Regions from separate parts of the Gossypium hirsutum genome. Here region 1 is linked to region 2. A link is a contact called in public Hi-C data. All regions are on one chromosome and are shown on one strand. Each heading gives the region's core, a stretch centred on a gene start, on an enhancer-like site or on the middle of the called end of the contact. The rest is flanking DNA. Distances are from core to core; before and after follow the strand shown.

The links. Hi-C and Micro-C count contacts between places; a contact is called where the count stands out from the background.
Region 1: a Hi-C map of leaf shows a contact between it and region 2, with 1.6 times the contacts expected there. The contact joins the promoter of LOC107908063 here to the promoter of LOC107910608 in region 2. A contact is called at or near these places in 2 of 34 Hi-C or Micro-C datasets (both in leaf).

What each region holds. Positions count from the first base shown.
Region 1 is chrD02:28,720,560-28,724,642 of Gossypium_hirsutum_v2.1, forward strand. LOC107908063 (protein YIP4a) reads right to left here and starts at 1,818. Exons shown (of 5, transcript XM_016835337.2): 1 at 1,675-1,818; 2 at 1-90. The coding sequence starts at 1,818.
Region 2 is chrD02:28,361,907-28,366,081 of Gossypium_hirsutum_v2.1, forward strand. It overlaps LOC107910608 (dihydroceramide fatty acyl 2-hydroxylase FAH1), which reads left to right and starts at 2,557. Exons shown (of 8, transcript XR_005910625.1): 1 at 2,557-2,834; 2 at 3,408-3,466; 3 at 3,840-3,932; 4 at 4,031-4,175.

The DNA.
Region 1 (4,083 bases), core at 568-3,067, 360 kb after region 2:
GAGCGTGAGACCCAAGAAAACAATGAAGAAGAAAGGCCACCACAGATCCCAATCTCTCAAGGCCTTCCCGACGCCGAGAGGAGAAGTAAAGGATTTTTTGTATTTTTAAACTCTTTTTTTATTCGGCTTTGTGTACATACATGGGCCGGTCACCCGAGCGAGCCCTTCAAACTGGATCGATTAAGCCCATTCAAATTTACGGTTACAGTGTATTACAAATGTTTAATTATGGCTTAAAAAAATTCTCAAACTTTTTCAAAAAAAAAATTAAATTTTTGCTTTTTCTTTTACACTTATTTGGGCCCTTAAACTTTCAAAATATATTAAAAAGACCCTCAAATCTTTTCAAAATTATTTTTACACTCACTTAGGTACTTGAACTTTCAAAATGCATCAAAAAGACTCTCAAACTTAAAAAAAAAAATTAATCCCCTCCTTTTATTAAAAATTAGAAAATAAAATTATAAAAAATTAAAACCTGTAAATATTTTTAAATTTTAATAAAAAATTAAAATATTAAAAATTATAAAAAATATATAAAAATTGTAAAAAATTATAAAAGTTTATAAATTCGTATTAAAATTATACAAAATTTAAATAAATATAAATTTTGTAAAAAAAATTTCTAAAAATTATCATACAAAAAAAATATTTTATAATTTTTCTATAACGTTTATTGATTTTTATTTTTTATTATTTTCCACCGCATGTCACGTTGTGTTGCGACATGTGATGACTTTAATTGAAAAAACTAGGGGTCGTTAATTTTTTTATGATTTTTTATAAAATGTTACGTTTTTTTTTTACAATTTTTATAAAAAAATATAATTTTTAATAATTTTTAAATTTTAAATTTTTATTATAATTTAATAATTTTTCTAAAAAATTTTATTTTTTATTTTTTATTTTTTCTAATTTTTAATAAGAGCAGGGGCTTAATTGCTTTTTTGAAAAATTTTGAGGGACTTTTTGATGTATTTTGAAAGTTCAAGTACCCAATTGAGTGACAAAAAAGGCAAGGGTTTAATTGCTTTTTTTGAATAAGTTTGAAGTCCTTTTTTATGCATTTTGAAAGTTCAAGTATTCAATTGAGTCCAAAAAAAAAGAGGGGATTAATTGTTTTTTTTTAATTAAATGCTTTTTACACCGTTAAGTCTTTAAGTATTTAAGTAGAATATAAAATGTTGAATTACCTAGGTAGAATATAAATGATGATGGTTAAATTCTAAAAAATTTCTTCAGATTTATATATTTGTGTGATTTTAATTTATCTACCTTTTACAATTTTTTTTATCAAAATTGGACAATTTTTATTATTTTTTGGGTGATGACAAGATTTACCCCTATACTTTAGTAAAATTGTCAATCTGGTACATGCGCTTTTAATTTGTTCAATTTGATACTTGTACTTTTCTACCATCCATTATTGTGGTACTCTGGTCTAACGGTGTTAATTTCTAACATAAGAGGACATGTGGCATGTGGGCCATAGAGAACAAACTAAAGAGTCCAAACTTTAGGGACTTGCTAAAATTTTTCCTTTTTATTTTGAAGGTTAAAATCATTAAAAGAATAAATAAAATAAATATATTGTTAATTTCTGCACTTTAGGATCTTTCAAACTCTCTCATTTATCAAAACCTAGCAAATCTCTCCATCTTTTTTTGTTTTGACCATCCTTGGAGGTAGGCCGCCTATCGTCGACATTCTATCTCCATCCTTCCTTCTAATTGTTTCTTTTTCCTTCCCTGGTTGAAGCCACTTGGCCTTGTTTTTGGGCAGTTCTCGTTTTCCTAAGAGCAACTCCGTTGGTGTCATTTACGGCAGATCCAATGATGACATCAGCGAGTACAATCATTCATGGAATCATGATTTGTGCTAAGGTTTGTTAAACCCCTTTTGTAACATCCTTAAAGTCCCTTTGGTTGAAAGAAGTGTAAACTTGAGAGTGTATGTGTTGAGATTTCTTAGAGTAAACAAAATGTGAATTATCAGTGTTAGTAGAAAAGAGTATTGGATATTGAAGGAAGTTAAAACAATTAATATGTTGTGAGATAATGATTTGAAGTAATGACTAAATTGTAAAGAAGTGAAAAGTAATGAAGCAAAATTGTAAATACTTAAAAGTTAAGGGTTCAAAGTGGAAAAGTTCAAGGACTAAAGTTGTAATTTTGCCAAAGGTGTGCATGATGAAATTGTAAATATTAAAAAGTGTCAAGAGCAAAATAGTCATTTTGCAAGATAGTTTTGAAATTTTTACTAAAATGCCCTTGAGTGTATGAATGAATCATGGTCATTGGATTTACTTGGAGATTAAGGAAAGGGATATGGACCCTTGGATTATAATTATGATATTGGTGACATTTTATTATTTTATTATTTTTTAAATAGAATTGTATTAAGATATTTTATTATTTTAATTAATATATATGGTATTTATAAAGGAATTATGAAAAAAAATTTGCATACTTTCATAAAGCTCCCAATGCCCATGAAAGGGAGAAGAAATAAAGTTTGCACTTTATGCAGTTTAGTTCTTTTCCATTAAATTCACCATTTTCACTCAAAATTCATGAAATCATCAAAGCTGTACTTTTGCTAGTCACCTTTCAATTTCAAATATAACAAAGGTATTAATTTAATCAACTTGTCATGACCTATTCCATTACTTACCTTATACTTACTAACCAATTCATTTATGAAGTCTACAGACTTGTTTACATTCATTGGGTGTGCCTCCCCTCATATGTATTACAATGGGGATTCAGACCTCTCCTATATTGGGTCCAATTATATGTACTTCTTGGCCTTTTAACCCAGCACTTTATAATTTAATCCAATCCAGTACATGTTTTTCTATTTCTAAAAATAGACATTATAAATTAATTTAAATTAATTAATTTTCCAATTAAATAACTTTCTCAACCCGATTTCGATTCTGTTAAAATCATGACAACTTTACCATAGAAAATCTATGAAAAAATCTATTTAATTTCTACATTCAACGGATTCACTATAATCATTTAATTTAATTTCCTTTTTGTAACTTCAATTATTTAATCAAATAATAATTCAACAAACTTAGCTTAATTCTCAGATCATTTACATACTTAGTGAGAGATCACATTCATTTTTTAATGCAACTCATATATCTAACTTTATCATTTCTATCCAATTCTGTTCATTTAACTCAACATGTAATTTATTTTTGATTTCAACGAGCTAGCGGAAGGACCGATTGGACATATGTATTTATGGCTCAAATGATTTATAATTAAGTTTCAGCTTTTCACCTATCAATTATAAATTCATTTAATCACGAAGTCATCCAACTATAGTATTGTGACTGAGCTCTCCCTAATGACATACCATTACAAAAGCTACTCGATCAATGCTTGTGACCTTGTCATAAGTGTGTTACCCTCATAAGATATTCTTAATCTCTTTGGGATAAATTCGTTCTCCCAATATGATCCTATTTTATATCATGGTAACCATTACATCTTCCATTATGAAAAGTCAACTACTATCAAATAGTAATTAAGTCATTCATCACAAAGACGAATGACTCGTGCCCATGTTTAATGTTCATCTATCATGTAATTCCATTGAGAGGATATCATTTACCCATGTATTGGGTTATGAATTTTACTATTGTAAATTTGCTGCATACTGCAGAAGTTGTATACCCAACGTATCAGCTTTCGGTTCCTTATCAATTTGAACTCAAGCTTTTACTTACATCAAAGTATACGAGTGACGAATACATAGTCCATCATCCACTCAAGATTAATGTATGTCACACTATGAACATCACAAGTAATTAAATCCATACATAGTCTATCATCCACTCAAGATTAATGTATGCCACACTATGAACATCACAAGTAATTAAATCCATAAACCAATCTATTCGAAAAAAATACAAGTGAATAATAATTGGACCTGATATAGGAGAGGCCCAAAATCCTCTCATGACAAGTATGAGGGTCGAATCTCTCTCGTAATTCAACTAGGGGATTGTTTTCTATTAAATAAAATATTATTTGTATTCTAATAATTTAACTACGGTTTCACTACCTC
Region 2 (4,175 bases), core at 1,307-3,806:
TCTTAGATACGTGGTGAAATATTGAGGAGTGCCACTGTCTATTATTAGTGATCGAGATGGGCGATTTACGGGCCGATTTTGGACGGAGTTGTTCAAGTCAATGGGCTCAGATTTGAACTTTTCCACGAGCATGCATCCACAAATCGATGGCCAAACTGAACGAGTAAATGCCTTGTTGGAAACATATCTTCTCCACTACGTAAGTGCCACATAAAGGGATTGGCCAAAGTTATTGGATGTGGCCCAATTTTCATACAACTTGCAGCGAAGTGAGGCCACGAATCAAAGTCCATTTGAAATAGTGACGGGTCAACAACCACTTACACCCAACACTGTTGTGACCCATTATACAGGACCAAATCTAGCAGCCTATCGATTCGCAAAAGATTGGCAAGAGAAGAATGACTTGGCTAGAGCTTGTTTACACAAGGTAAGTAAGCGTAGCAAGAAGTGGGCTGATAAAAAACGAAGGGATATACAATTTCAAGTGGGTGACTCAGTCTTCGCTAAACTACACTTGATTTTGCGATATACTGGCTTGCACAAGGGTCTTGTGCGAAGGTATGATGGGTCATTCAAAGTTGTGAAGAGAGTAGGTAAGGTAACCTACAAGCTTGAGTTGCCAGCAAAACTTAAAGTCCACCCGGTCTTTCATGTAAGCATGCTTAAGCCATTTCATGGGGATCAAGAAGATCCAAATCGAGGCAAGTCCGAATGAGCACCGATGGGGGTAAAGGTGTCGTATGATCGTGAAGTCGAAAACATTGAGGCAGATCGGATAATTAGACAAAAGTACCACCGACCACGGCATGAGTACTTAGTTCGATGGAAGAGACTTCCTAATAGCGAAGCAAGTTGGGAACCTGCCGATGCATTGTGGCAATTCCAAGGGAAGATTGATCAGTTTCATAAGGAGGATGCAACGAGGGCGTCGCTAGATCAAGTGGGGGAGAATGTCATGGGTTGTGCATGGGAGCATGCAACCATGACAAACTTGTATGATCCATCGTATTTGAAGGAGGTCATTTGGCCCAACCAAACTGGCCCGGTGCCTGGAGAGATTAAAAGCCCATCTCAAGAGCCCGGTAAATATGGAAAGTGATCCAATAAGATATGATTATGTAATCTTAGAGTTCTAATTGTATACAGCTTCTAATTGTGTCTTAGAGTTCTAATTGTATACAGCTTTTAATTGTAGCCCTTGATGTACTTTGAGGCTCAACTATAAATAGAGATCTCTTTGCTCATTGCAACGCATTCAGTTGTAAATAAGAATTTTGAGAGTATTCACTCAAACTTTTGTCTCAAGTGTTCTTTCTCTTCTGTGGCTTTTGTTCATCTTTCAAAGTTCGTTCTTACTTCGTTCTTCTGCTGTTCTTCGTAGGTGCCTTGAGGGAATTCTGTTGAATCCTTTATCGAGCGAGATTAGGCTGACTTAGGTGTTTTTACTGTTGAATCCATTATCATTGCGTGTTAGGTTGACTTAGGCGTTTTTAAGCAAAGAAACTGCCTAAGGCTGCACGGATCGCGTGGAAAAATTCTAAGTCCGTGACACTAGAACATAGAGACTTCTCTAATACTTTTACCAATATTCAACTCTCCTTAAATAAAAAAAATTATTCAAAACAAAGGTATTACTTTCCTCTTCTTTTTCTCTTTATTTTTATTCAATCTAAACATACGGTTAATTTTAGGCTTTTTTTATTAATTGCTCTTATAACCGATTATTATCATAACTATGACACTAATTTAAAATAAAGTAATTAATGTTTAAATAAATGATTTTTACGGTAATTATTTAATAAATTTAAAAAAGGATTAAATGGTAAAAGAAAATTCTAAAAAGATAGTTATATTAAAAAATGTATGAAGTTATCTTGAAAACATAAATAGTGTTTTAAAGGAATGTATAATATATTATTATTAACAAAAAAAAAGGAAAGTATAATATTTAAAAAATTATATAAAAAATTAACTATTATCATAGAAAAATGTATTAATAAAAAAATTATTTAAAAGCTTGACTTATTTAGTAGTAATTTATTTTAAATAAATGAAAATTTAAAAGACATAAGTATATTTATTATATTTACATTTATTCTCATTTATATTTTAATAATATGAGTTGATGTGATTTAATTTGTCAAATTATATAGTTTGATGGTCAGGATGTTCATCGCTTCAAGTGTAATCTGAATTCGAATCGTTCTAATCGTATTTGTTATTCAGACTTTACTCTATTTCTATAATTAAAAACAAAAATTTGTGTCTGATGACATTAAACTCAATCAAAAGACATTTGAACACTTTATATTTGATCCATTAATAGCTTGATTAATTTGATTATTTTATGTTAAGATCGGTTAAATTGATTAAATTAACCAAATGCTCACCCCACAGTCAGCAACCAACACCCTTTAAGCACATCAGCAAAATTCGGCATTCACATTCTTGCATACCATGTGAGCAAAATACAAAATAGTTCCCTCACCCCCACCCCCACCCCACCCCCACCCCACCGCAAATACGAAGCTGGATCTTCAATATGCCAGACTGGCAACCGTTAGAAATTTAGAATCCAACGTGAGACAGATCCGCTGGCCTTTTTATTCTTCGATACCCAACAATATTTCTTTTTTAAATCAACGGCTGATATCATCTCCCACGATTTATCTACACTTAATTTATACCCCAAAATCCTGTCCCTTTTCTTTCTCAGTCTTCTCTTTGCTTCACTAAAGTATACAAACCTTGTTCTTCTATTTTAGCTTCTCTTCACATTGAGAAGCTAGCTTTTTGGTGCGTTTGCTTAGCTTCAACCCACATTGTCTTTGGTTGGTTCTGCTTCCTTTCTTTCTTTCTTTTTAATTTTCTTATTGGCTTTTTATTTTTGTGTTTTTCTTTAATCTCTAGATCTGCTGTAATTTATTTTCTCTTTTCTTCTGAATTCTGGGTTTTCGTTGATGTTTCAGTTAAGTACATTGTGTTGTTATGCTGGTTGGGTGCTTAGAAATTTGGGGTAATAGGAATATAAGTGCTTGATTTACTAATTTTTTTAGTAGCACTGTTTCTTTTTCCTTTTTCCCTTTTCCTGCAAATTTCTGATTGATGGCTGAGATATGATGTAACCGAATCTTTATTTAGTATTTTATAATTTGAACAACTTTTTAAAAAAATTAATTTGTGGTTCGTCCCTGTGGGAATCTGATTCATGATTTTTATCCTCGAGTGTTGAGTGTCGAAATGTGTTTGAAAATTGGAATTTTGAGGTTAAGTAATGGTACAAATTCCATGGAGTAGCCTGACATAAGTGGAATCTTGTGTCATCCTCACTCTTTTTGTTATTCTTCAAACAAAAATTACTAATTCATTAATCCTTTGCTAAACAGATTTATTCTTTAATGCAGTTGCGAAGATGGTTGCACACAAATTTACCGTTGATTTGAATAAACCCCTTGTCTTCCAGGTACCAAGATCATATGTTTGATTTTGGTTTATCTTGTGGAACAAGCATGCGTGGTGACAGCTATGGTGTAACTGGTTTTCAGTTCACTTATATAGTTTCTTATGTGATTAAAATAGCGACATATAGATATGTTTGTGAAATTTTTTATTGCTTCATTAGTCCTGTATTTCTTTTGTTTATTTCCTTGATTTGATTTCTTGGTGGTGTTAATTAGACACAAACTTCTTTACCACTTCTTGTTCTGTTTCTTTCATTGATTTCATTGCTTCCTTTTTTGCAGTTTAAATACTATTTAGCAATGTTAGGCATGAGGGAGATTGATATTTTTCTAGTTGAAAACTACTGATTTTGACTGTTTAATGATCTACGACAGGTTGGTCACCTTGGAGAAAGTTATCAGGAGTGGGTTCATCAGCCTATTGTGAGCAAGGAAGGTCCTAGGTTCTTTGATAGTGATTTTTGGGAGGTATTTATAAACATTTTGAAATATTTTATTAAGCATTACTGATGCACTTTGTTGTAAGTGCGTGCTAATGCATCTTTGGCTTGTTTTACTTGAAACAGTTCTTGACTCGCACTGCCTGGTGGGCAATTCCAACCATATGGCTGCCTGTTGTTTGCTGGTGCATTTCAATGTCCGTACGTATGGGGCATACACTTCCCCAAACCGCTTTAATGGTTGCTTTTGGCATTTTTCTGTGGACATTTG